2 separate regions of the Mus musculus genome follow, and region 2 is linked to region 1. A link is a contact called in public Hi-C data. All regions are on one chromosome and are shown on one strand. Each heading gives the region's core, a stretch centred on a gene start, on an enhancer-like site or on the middle of the called end of the contact. The rest is flanking DNA. Distances are from core to core; before and after follow the strand shown.

The links. A called contact is a pair of places that touch in the nucleus more often than the background predicts.
Region 2: a Hi-C map of cerebral cortex shows a contact between it and region 1, with 2.3 times the contacts expected there. The contact joins two enhancer-like sites. A contact is called at or near these places in 2 of 39 promoter capture datasets (HPC-7-derived erythroid cells and hippocampal neurons), 36 of 484 Hi-C or Micro-C datasets (the AML12 cell line, B cells, the C2C12 cell line and 29 more), 4 of 115 datasets of contacts at active chromatin or transcription factors (the HPC-7 cell line, bone marrow-derived macrophages, embryonic basal ganglia and 1 more) and 1 of 9 other capture datasets (embryonic stem cells).

What each region holds. Positions count from the first base shown.
Region 1 is chr17:47,052,042-47,058,191 of GRCm38.p6, forward strand. No RefSeq gene overlaps it. Among named protein-coding and RNA genes, the nearest start is that of Ubr2, 45 kb to the left of the region's middle. Within about 2 kb of position 2,805, at least 59 of the 459 cell types and tissues checked have an H3K27ac peak or open chromatin away from gene starts, as enhancers often do. A contact at or near this core is called in cerebral cortex and granulocyte-monocyte progenitors, where this site is marked.
Region 2 is chr17:47,329,772-47,335,921 of GRCm38.p6, forward strand. The region is part of intron 11 of Trerf1 (transcriptional regulating factor 1); the gene reads left to right. Among named protein-coding and RNA genes, the nearest start is that of Mrps10, 36 kb to the right of the region's middle. Within about 2 kb of position 2,715, at least 49 of the 459 cell types and tissues checked have an H3K27ac peak or open chromatin away from gene starts, as enhancers often do. A contact at or near this core is called in cerebral cortex and granulocyte-monocyte progenitors, where this site is marked.

The DNA.
Region 1 (6,150 bases), core at 1,555-4,054:
GGAGAAGGGGAGGAGGACGAGGAGGACTTGAGGGTGGTGCTACTGTTTAAATTATAAATTTTCATTTAAAAAGAGAAGTTGAAAGGATGTGGTGGTGCATGACTGTAATCTCAGAATTTGGGGCGTGTTGGTCAGAGGTTCAAGGTCATCCCTGGTTATATAATCCACTTTGGTTATGAGTCCCTGTCTCAAAAAGCACCAAAAAACCTCTCTCTCTCTCTCTCTCTCTCTCTCTCTCTCTCTCTCTAGCACTCAGTCATGCACACACATGCATTTGAGCACTCACTATCCCTTTAATTAAAGGACAAATTTTGTCAAACTTGCTATCCCAGGTCAATGAGCTCAGTTCTCTCACAGGGTTAAAGGCTGTCAATTTAGTCTCTTGACCACTAGGCAGACAGAACCTGTTTGAGGGAATGATAACCCTTAGTCCCCAGGAGAAATTGCTCATAGTGCAGGCAAATTGGGAAACCCAGCATGCACTACCATTTAAAAACTTTTATGTAAGAGTTAGATAGATCCTATGAGAACACCAGGGGACTTGATTTTTTACCCTCAATGAATCAACATTGGCCGAAGCTTTTTGGAGAAGGCAATATAATTACAGAAGGTATTCTGGGAATGGCCACTCTAACTCAGAAGCTCTGCTAAACCTGTTGGGCACGCAAAAGGGGTCCTTGTGGCAATCTTACCCTGTAGACCTCACTATGGTTCCTATTTTCAGATGAAAATGAACAGCTGGAGAAAGGAAAGAAAAGAGCTGAAAAAGAAAGCATTTGAATCCAGGCAACCAAACTCTAGAACCTGCTGTCTGTCTGTCTATCTATCTATCTATCTATCTATCTATCTATCTATCTATCTATCTATCAATTATCTATCTATCTATCTATCTATCTATCAATTATCTATCTATCTATCTATCTATCTATCTATCTATCTATCTATCTATCTATCTATAAACAGGGTCTCACTATTAGCTCTGGCTATCCTGGAATTCACTATGTAGACCTGACTGCCCTCAAACCTACCAAACCTGTCTCTGCCTCCCCAGTGCTGATATTAAAGATGTGTGCCACCATGCCAGGCTTCAGGATCTGCCTCTTAATCTCTAAATGTGTCAGCTAAAAATAAATTTAGGAGACATGGCTCTTAAGTCAAGGGCACCTCCTGCTCATGCAGGGGACAGCCAGAGTTTGGTTCCCAGCACCCACATGTGGCAACTCACAAAGTGCCTGTAATGCCAGCTCCAGGGGATCTGATGCTCTCCTTTGGTCTCTGGGGGCACCTGCATATACACAGGAACATGCACACTCACATACACATAAATAAAATAATAAATCTTCAAAAGAATAGATGTAGACACTGTCCTTTCAGTTATATTTATTGAAGGGAGGGCTAAGGCAAGTTCATAACTCAGAACCCAGTGAACCCTAGAGGGACTGTTGTACCCTTATTTTGACTGTCAGTTTAAGGAAACAGTATGTATCTTAGCTTCTTTTCCTGTTGCTGTTGTTAAATACTCTAACAAAAGCAACTTAAGGGAGAAAGGTTTACTCAGACTCACAGCTCAAGTTACAGACTGCCATGGAGCAGGAGGAGTGGGGGAAGCCAAGGCACCTGGAGCTCGGAGGAGCTGGCTGCATCCCATGCACAGCGGAGAAGCAGTGTGTGTGTATGCTGGCCACGACTTAGCTCACTGTTCTCCGCTCTGTGTAGTCCAGGATCCGCTGCCTAGGGAACACTCCCACCCATGGTTAGGAAGAGTCTTCTCACATTAACTCAATCAAGCCCGCCCTTGACAGGCATGGCCAGAATTCCATCTCCCAGATAAGACTAGGTTCTGGTGAGCTGGCATCTGATGCTGATATAGATACTATTTATTGAGGCGGAAAAAGTTTTCAGCAAATGTTATGTTAAAACAATATATTAAGGTGGGGTAGGGTGATGCAGGCTTCCAGAACTTGAGAGGTGGAGACAGAAGGATGAGGAGTTCAAGGTTAACTTCAGCTACTGTGCAAGTTTGAGGGCAGGCAGACCTATAGGAGACTGTGTTTCAACTAACTAAATAAGTATGTAACTAACCAACTAACTAACCAACTAACTAACAAACCAACTAACTAACCAACCAACCAACCAACTCAGTTAGAAAAGGCATTTAGCAAGCCAGGCATAATGTCACATGTTTGTAACCCTAGCTTGAGAGACAGACCGGAAGAGAGTTAAGGCCGATTAGTTGCATAGTGAGTTTGAGGCCAGACTGTATCACTTTGAGATCCTGTTTCAAGACAAAATGAAACAATCACACAAACAAACAAACAAACAAACAAGCAATCAAACAAACAAACAACCCCCACCCCACCCCGCCCACCATCCAAAAATGACATTTGGAGTCGAATGTGGTGATGCACGCCAGAATGCCAGCGTTTGGAAGGCTGAGCTGGGACGATCTCAGATGCCATGCCAGTCTGGTTGGCTAGTACTGTGGAACCCTTATACCTCACCCTTCCCAAAAGAAATCACACACAGTTGAACTTCCAGAGACAAAGTCAGTGGCTCCCTATGAGCGGGACAGAACACAGAAACGTCAACAGCCAGTTAAATCGAGAGCAATTGCAGGAACTTTTGCTTTCGTCGTTACATTTTTCTTCATGATCTAATTTTATCCCAATGCATATTGGGGGTAGTATTTTTTTTTAAAGAAATGCAAAGTTAGATATTTCAGGAAACGAAAGAACAATGCGCAGTCTGAACTGGCAGGAACCGGTGGGAGCCGCTTCTCTAGACTGCCCTGACACTAAAATTAGCACTGGCAGGCAGGCAGCTTAAGGAAAGGAGAACCAGGCTGGCTGTGTGTGATTTTTCACATGGTCTCATGAATGCCTTATTTATTTATTATTTATTTATGCGTCCATGAATGTGGCGGTCATAGGACAACTTGAGGGAGCCGGTTCTTTCTTTTCCACTCTGTGGGTCCTCAGAATCGAACTCAGGTTGTCAGGCTTGGTAGCAAGCACCTTTATCCACAGAACCATCTTGGTAGCCCTCTTTGAGGCTTTAGGACAGAGCCTCTTAGTGCATCTCTCCATTCCTAATTGTTCACTCTTGGAAACTCCAGAGCCGAGCGATACCCTGAGCCTTAGTCCCTAAGGAGATTTTCTGCTTGAAACCTGATTCTGGTTCCCAAGCCCGTGGTACCAGGACTCTATCTTGCCAGGCTGGGGGCTGGGTCTCTGCCCTACAGTGCCTCTCTGATTCCTGAAATCTGGAATCCCGGTCCATACCGGTCCTTCCAGTTCTTCAGTCTTGTCAAGTACCTCCACTCCTCTGCTAAAGCAGACTCCTTTCATTTCACATGCACTTGTGTATGTGCGGAGAGACATTCTTGTGCGCACAGAGTGCCCATGTGTAGGCCAGAGGCAGGTGTCAGGTACCCTCTTCAATTGCTTCTCCACCTTAAAAAAAATTTTTTTAAGATTTATTTTTATTATATGTAAGTACACTGTAGCTGTCTTCAGACACACCAGAAGAGGGAGTCAGATCTCATTATGGATGGTTGTGAGCCACCATGTGGTTGCTGGGATTTGAACTTTGGACCTTCAGAAGAGCAGTCGGGGGCTCTTACCCACTGAGCCATCTCACCGGCCCTTAAAAAATTTTAAATGCTTATTTATTCATTTATTTGGGGTGTGTGTGTGTGTGTGTGTGAGAGAGAGAGAGAGACAGAAAGAGAGAGAGAGAGCACAGGTGCAAACATACATACATACATACATACATACATACATACATACATACATACATGTTTGTAGACCTTGCATGCCACAGTGCACTAGGAGGCCAGAAGAGATTCCCCCATTGGGCTTCAGAGATTCAACTCATATTATCCCAGTTGGTGATGAACACCCTTATACACTGACCCATCCCACCAGCCTCTTACCTTATTATTCTTTCAGACAGAATCTTTAAATGAACCTGGGGCTCCCTGGCTAGCCTGGCTGGCCAGGGAGCCCCAGGGATCCTCCTGTCTCTGCCCAATCCCTGAGAGCCTGGAGCTATACCAGAGCCTTGGTTTTTATGTTTGTGACGAGAATCCGAACTCTGGTCCTCATGCCTGCATGGCATACACTTTCCAGAGCGAACCAACTCCCCAGTGCCTAATCCAACTTTTCTTCACGATTCTAGCACACCAGGGTTCCCTAGAGGACAATTCAGCACACACATCCACTCACAAGAGCATCGACTGTGACTCCACACACAGCCCGGCATCCCTGTGTGAACTGCACATGTCTCCCACACAGTCCGAAGAACCTGACAGCCACAGTGACTCCTTGGTCCCGTTTGCTTTGGACATCTCCCAGTTTAGTCTGAAAGTCCCACATCCAGAAAAACGATTTAGTTTTGGCAAGATGTAGGGCAGCTGAACTTGGTGGTATGTTTTTGTCACCCTAGCTGCTTGGGAGACTGAGACAAGATGATCACGTGAGCCTAGGAATCTGAGAGTGGCTTGGATGGCACAGTGTGGCCTTCTGGTGGCTTTAATGAGACCCCCCCCCCCCGACCCATGTATCTAAATACTTGGTTCTCTATTGGTGGAGGGAACTTTGGGAGGTGGAGCCTTGCAGAAGGAAGTACGTCATTGGGGGAGGGCTTGGAGAATTTATAGCCTCACTCCACTTCCTGCTTGCTCTTTCGGCTTCCAGTGTGCGATTAGGATGCGGTCTCAGGCTCCTCCCTCTCCATGCCATCCCCACCATTATGGGCATGGAGCTCTCTGGAACTCCTGGAAGCTTGAGGCAGGAGAAACTCTTCCATGAGTTGCCTTTGGTCATAGTATTTTATCCCAGCAACAGAAAAGTAACGGATACTGACCAACCCCATTACAAAACAAAAGACAAACCAAAGGCAAAGTCTAGCCTGGTGGCTCACACTCAGGAGGCTGAGGAGGGAGGTCAGGAATCTAACGCCAGCTAGGCAGCGCTGTAAGATGCTCTCAGAAACAATGAAACGGTGTGTGTGTGTGTGTGTGTGCGCAGGGGGTGGTGTTTGACAGAAAAATTGGAAGACTTTCAGATTACAGAACACTTACCCCCACATAAAACTTTTTGTTGTTGTTGTTGTTGTTTTTAAATCGCTATTGCTAGATAAGTCTGTGAAACTCCTAATGCACGATTGGCCAGCAGCATCATAATAAAGAAACAACCCTCACAATTTTGAGGTGCAAAATGTGGCTCTTGCTACTTCAATACTCAAAAAAAATGAACTCACATATCGACACCGGAAAGGAAGGAAAAAGAACCTATGATGAAGTTGAAACTAAAAAAACAAATTAGCTTTATATCCTCTTTCAGGACCCATGTGTGGGCAAACAGACCTGTAAATATTTATGTGATGTTCTTTTGAAAAGATCTTTCTAAATATAACACAAAAGGTAGATAGCATAGGGGTAAAAATAGGTTAACTTGGTGACTACTGAAAAAGTCCACTTGTGGGGGCTGGAGAGACAGCTCAGAGGTTAAGAGCACTGACTACTTTTCCAAAGGCCCTGAGTTCAATTCCCAGCAAATACATGGTAGCTCACAACCACCTGTAATGGAACCCAATGTCCTCTTCTGGTGTGTCTGAGGACAGTGTACTCATATAATAGATAATTATTTCTTTTAAAGTCCACTTGTAAGCCAGGCATGGTGGCGCACACCTTTTATCCCAGCACTCGGGAGGCAGAGGCAGGCAGATTTCTGAGTTCGAGGCCAGCCTGGTCTACAAAGTGAGTTCCAGGACAACCAGGACTATACAGAGAAACCCTGTCTTGAAAAAAAAAAGTCCACTTGTAAGTCTCTTAAGATGAGACACTTGGGGGAAACCTTTGATGCTTGTATGACACATATTTGTTTAGAGGAAGTCTTATAGGTCTTGACAAAAGCAGACATTGGGACAAGCAGTCTGTTGTAGAAGGGCAAACGACAGCAGATACATGAAAAATCCTATGTTTTGAGTGGGCAAATAGAAGCAAATTAACAAAAAAAAAAAAGCTCTGCTCCTTTAAAAGTGGGTTAAGTGCTAATTTATGTGTATGGGTGCTTTGCCTGCATGTATGTATATCCGCCAAATGTGTGCAGTCCCCAAGGAGGCCAGCAGATGGCACCAAATTTTCCG
Region 2 (6,150 bases), core at 1,465-3,964, 280 kb after region 1:
TCTTTCTCCCCAGTCCTGCCTTGTTTGTCTACTTCAGAATGACTGGGTCTTTCATTGCCCCTTGATTTTTTTTTAAAGACTTATTTATTTATTATATGTGAGTACACTGTAGCTGTCTTCAGACACTCCAGAAGAAGGCATCAGATCTTGTTATGGACGGTTGTGAGCCACCATGTGGTTGCTGGGATCCGAACTCAGGACCTTTGGAAGAGCAGTCAGTGCTCTTAACCACTGAGCTTTCTCTCCAGCCTGATTTTTTTTTTAAGATTTTATTTTTAATTTCGTCTACCTGTCTGTCTGCCTGCCTGCCTGCCTGTGCGTGCTCAAGAGCACATTATTACATTGCCCACAGAAGCCAGAAGAGAGTGCGAGATGCATGAAAGCTGAACTTTGAAGGAAGTTTGGGTCACCTGTGAGGGGTGCTCAAAGCCAGTCTCCTGACCTTTGCAAGCTCAGTATCCACTGTAGACCACTGGGCTGTCTCTCCAGCCACTGCCCCTTGATTTGTATCATTTGAGGGTTTCTTTGGTGCCTTGGGCAGACCTCCCCTTGGTAGATACTGAATGTATGGTCTTGGGGACCCCTTAACACTCCTTCCAGTCCCTCACCAGACAACCAAACGCAGCCCAAATGTGAAGGTTTCTTTTGTCTCTCCCTCCATCCTGTGAGTTGGCTTGCGCCACCTGTTGTCACCAAGTAGAAAACCCTCAAAGTTGTGTATGAGGAATACCCAAGGACACCTACCTGGGGGTCAGTTTCAGCTGACAGCAGTCACATGGAAGAGACAAGCCGGAGATGGACACTTAAGTTAAAGGCATCATGTAACCAGGGCCCAAGGAGCCAACTTCATCATCTCCCCCACTTGTGTGGGTCCAACGATGTGGGAGCTCACCGATCTGACGTGCAAACAGTTTCATTGCTTCTTAATCCCCAGCATCATATGCTGTTAGCATCATATGCTGTTCCATTAAACCCTGGCAGGCCCTCCCAACTTCCTGGATCCTCAGCATCCAGGAGAGATCCCAAACTCCTCTGCATAGTGGGCGGAGCTTCGTGTGGGCTGAAAGAAGCTTCCAGCCACTGGCTTAACCGCAGGTCACACCGCCTCAACAGAACCTCGGGGTTGGTTGTGGCCAGCAGTGAGCCTCTTCATCCAGGACACGATCCTCTCCAGTTGTTCCCAGTGTGGTAAACAAGAACTATGCACTTTTTATGTGCATCATGACACAAAAGACCAGGAAGCCATGGGATAGAGCACCTCCAGCCCCAAGCAAAACAAAACATGAAAATGTTACCAAGAATGTTGAAAGTCTGCTGAGGCCCATTAAGCTTTTCGGATGGAGTATTGCTAGATTATCCATTCCCCCAACTTCTTCCCTCTCAAATACCTTAGGAAAAACTCTTGCTTTCTGAAATCATTTCAGCCCTTGGAGACCCGAAGAGGGGGGTTACCAGTCAGTTGCCTTCTTCTCCAAGTGATTACAAGCCAAGCCTCCAAGAATATTCTAGTGTTGTGAGCAGATGAAGACACTGGTCCCTGAAGTCAGATACAATTCCAGATCTTTGACAGCTGCCTATCAAGACATGGGAAGAGACAGGCGGATTTCTGAGTTCAAGGCCAGCCTGGTCTACAGAGTGAGTTCCAGGATAGCCAGGGCTACACAGAGAAACCCTGTCTCGAAAAACAAAAACAACAACAACAACAAAAAAAGGGAGATAACTGAGTTCGTTACATCTTTTGTCCCAGCCACCATGCCATACTCTGAAACCCCCTGTATATGATTCCTGGGGGGGGTCACTGAATCCTGTCCCATCATAGCCCTGTCCTGCCTCGGCCTTTGTGCCCAGAGCCTTTCTATTACTCCCAGTTGGACGGTCAGCTCAATTTCTCCCTCGTTGGAACACCTACCCTCAAGTTCCCTTTTGGCTTCCAGCCTGAGAACTAGACCCATCTGACTCCTGGAATTTCCCTTTAGGCTCCTAGTCTGGTTTGGTCTTCATTGCTGTGATAAAACACAGACTAAAACCAACCAAGGGAAGGAAAGAGTTTATTTGACTTAGAGCTTATAGTCCACCATTGAGGGAAGCCAAGGTAGGAATCAGGAAACAGAGTCTGAGGCAGCCCATAGAGGACCACAGCTGATTGGCTTGCTTACTGGCTCCTTCAGTCGCCTTCCTTACACAGTCCAGGCTCACCAGCCCAGGAATGGCACCATCCCCAAACGCCCAGGTCTTCCACCGTCAATTAGCAATTAAGAAAATGTCTCACAGACATGGCCACAGGCCAATCTGATGGAGCCAGTTTTTCCGTTGAGCTTCCCTCTTCCACTGGTATGTCAAAATGTGTGCCAAGTTGAGCAAAAACTAACTGTGACACCTAAGGAAGGAAGTCAGATCCGAGCTGTGCTGTTCCCTGGAGGGAAGACAGCTAGACAGAGGTCCTAGGCAGATAGATACAAGCCTGTGGAAACACTCTACTCCCTCGCTCAGGACCAGGAGGAGAGAAATGCCATGAGGCAAAGGACCAGTGAGCAAGGTGGGCGTCTGGCCCAGCCCTCAAGGCAGCCTGCCAAAGTTCAAGAGCCTGTGCAGCATCCTCAGAGGCAGCATCCTCAGAGAACAGCTGTGCAGTGCCTCCCAGTGCTCAGTCTACACGGGGACACACTGTCCCTCGCCAGTGGTTTCGCTTAAGCACTCACATCGGGGGTGGGGTGTACTGTACATGGAGGAGTCGTGGAGCTTGTAGTCAGACAGCTGGAGCTTCGGTGATATCTCCACTGAACAGGTCTTTTATGCAGATGTGCGCAGGGGATTGTGGGTGGTTGAGTTAGATCTAGCTTCTTCGCAAGGTACAGCGAAGAATCCTGTCACGTCCCACCACAACCACAAGTACCCACTGGGGCTTCAAAGTCTGCCTTGACTTTTGAAAGACAAATAAGACCTGCGAGAGACACCCTTTCTTTTTTCTTTTTTTTTTTAATATTTATTTATTATTGTAATTAAGTACACTGTAGCTGTCTTCAGACGTACCAGAAGAGGGCATCAGATCTCATTATGGGTGGTTGTGAGCCACCATGTGATTACTGGTGGTTGTGAGCCACCGTGTGGTTGCTGGGATGTGAACTCAGGACCTTTGGAAGAGCAGTCAGTGCTCTTAACCACTGAGCCATCTCACCAGCCCCGAGACACCCTTTCCAAAGTCTGGGCTCGTCTTGGAAGCTGCCCAAAGTTAATAAGGAGACAGAATTCTGTGTTTGGCTAGAATTACTTTGCAAAGAACACAGCTGTGGAAGCTTTTATTTTGTTTTATTTTTACTACATAGTAGATTTCTACTATACCTAAGTCAGTACATTCTCCTGCCTCGCCTGACATAGCATTTGCAAAATATGTTTGGTGACAAACTCAAAATATGGGCTCAGATTGAAGCCGTCCCTCCTTACTGCACCTAGAAGAAACTTGGGCAGCAGTCTACATTCCAAGAAAAAAAAAAAATCTGACCTTTTCTTGCTATAGATAATTCTGTGTGACATTGAAAATCTGCCATAAAGGCTCCCGTTTTTTTTTACAGCGAGCATGTCTTTCTGTGGTAACCACAATACTGACATCAATAAAAGGTGGTTTGGTTTTTTTTAATCCTGAAAGGAAGCCAGAGAGACCCTCTAAAAAAGATACTGTGTCCAAGTTTTCTCTGCCCCAGGAATGTCTGTTTTTAATTGCCTGGATTTGCTGTAGATTGGCCCCAAATTAGCCACCATCCAGAGGGCCGTTTCCCAGCAACCAAAGCTCCATGCATTTTGCCTCTGGATACTATACTAGTGCCCATTTCATCCAGTTAATTAGGCTCTTTGTCATTAGCCTTAATCGGCTTGTTAGGGCCCCTGCTGATAATAGCCCAATAGCCAGGAATCCCCAGGTGGAACAAGTAAGTCTGGGGGAATGTCAGCCCACTAACCTCATTTGCCAGCCTGGAGGGTGGCAGAGATCTTACAGAGAGAGGCAGAGCTTTGAGAAACCAAGCAAGGAGTTCCAACAGGGCCAGGCAGCCTCATAAGAGGCCACACATCAGAAGAACAATGTGTGTCCCATCGCCTGCGCTGATACAGGATCTGCCTCAAGTGACTTGTAGAGACACAGAGCATCTATTGAGCACCTATTTATGACCAAACAGTGTTGGTCACAGTGAACTGGCCACCTGTGCCCAAGGGTAAGGAAACTAAGAATTGGACTTCCGTGCTGTCCCGGAAGGAAGAACTGTCAGGGCACATGCACAGCAGAAGATCTCCTGGCTAAAATCAACCTTGGTCACAGCCTAGTGAAGCCATCTGGGGAGAGTGCTCAGATGTCATTTATCTATACCAGGAACTCAGTCTAAGACCCAAGGATGGAGCTTCAATCCCAGTGAGCAGTCCCTGGTCTCTGGAGGCCATGTGTTGTGTGCCATGCCCTATTGGATGCATGCACACGTGAGTACAAGCACTATCCTTTTCATACTTACTAGGACTGTACAAGTGCCATCCTCTTTCTGTCACTAGCCTCAAAGTAGGAGTGACACAGAGAAGAAAGGGAGCCACCATCCCACTGTTTTCCTGGACAACTGAAGACCTGAGACAGAAAACCTCATTACAGAGCAACAACCTCAAGGCACACCCCCAAGAGGTCTTTTTTTTCCCCCCTCCTCCTTCAAGTATGGGGACTCCTGCCTAGCAGACGGCCCAGCAAGCCTTGTGGACACTTGAAGTAATGGATGTCTCAAAAGTAAGCAGAGCTGGGAACTCAGCCCTGCTCTTTGCACCAGCACTGATAGTGAGCCCAGTGAGGGGCAGTAGTTAAGTATGGCCTCCATAGAGATGCTGATGGCTTGAGAAGGCTGAGTAACCCTGCCAACGTCTCCAGGCAGAGTGGCAATAACTCTGATAAATGTACAATCTAAAGTCAAAGAGACTGTTCATTGATCGGCTTGGGGGTGAGCATTATCAGCGTCTCCTGATGCTCCATCTGAGGGAATATATTATATCCAAGGGCCACCCATCCTTGAATTGCAGGGGGCAGCACAATGTCCCCCTTCCCATACGAGCTGCTGTGACAGAGCTTCCGGCGCTGGCTTTCCGACCCCGCTACCTCGTCACTATTTTGATGGACACCTGAAAGCAGCTGGGACTGTTCTTTAATCACCCAGCTTAAATTGCTGGCTGCTTGATCTCGGCCTTCGTTCTCTTTGGCCCTCTCCAGCAGCGGAGAGGAGCTGGCAACTCTCTTCCCCCAAGGCCCAGAATGTTGGTCAAATCTGAGGAATATTATGAGATGGCTACGAAGGCACAGATGTTACCTATCCTCCCACCCTCCGTGCACACACAGTTGCTGTGGTTTGCACAGACCATGAATTGAGGGGTTCCAGATCTCAAGCTACTTCCTCTGCTGAGATTGTGCCTATAAATTAGAGGATGCTTCTGTGCAACATTGTCTTCAAAACTGTAAGGGTGTAACCTTGCAAAGCCGTGGAAATAAGTGATCTTAAAGTCAGCCAGACTATGGTCTATACAGAGTCTACAGCCTGAGCTTTTGGCTGGAAGACCTACCAAGGATTTATGGGCAAAGGGCGTTTATTTCAGACACCTGCATTTACATCACTGAGCCACGTACTCCCTCGGCAATCCAGGATGCCTGCCCACCCAGAGAGGCTTCTCTTGATTCACAGATTTTTATTTTTCATATGCTTGAATGGAAAATGCTGTTCAGATTGCCTGTGCTTATGTCCTGTCAATTGGCCAGAGTACAATGGAAAACTTGGACCTTCCCCTAGCTGGGAGTAAAGATGCTGTGGGCATCGGGAATGGTGGCGCACACCTATGGACCCAGGACCTTGGAGGCAGGAGCAAATAGGTGTCTGTGAGTAAGAGGCCAGCCAGGGCTACACCATAAGACAAACTAAGGAAAGCCACAGCTTAAAGAGATCTGAGAAGGGAGATGGACTGTCACTGGCAAGCCACGTGCCATCCAGGAATCAGAGATGTTGAAAATTTGGAAGACAGAAGAGCACTGTGGCTACCTATGTACCCACTGCAGTGGTTGAACCTGCCCTCATGTACCCAGAGCTAGGAGCCCTACGTGCTCTGTTGCTACAATGAAATGTTCGAGGTTGGGTGTTTCAT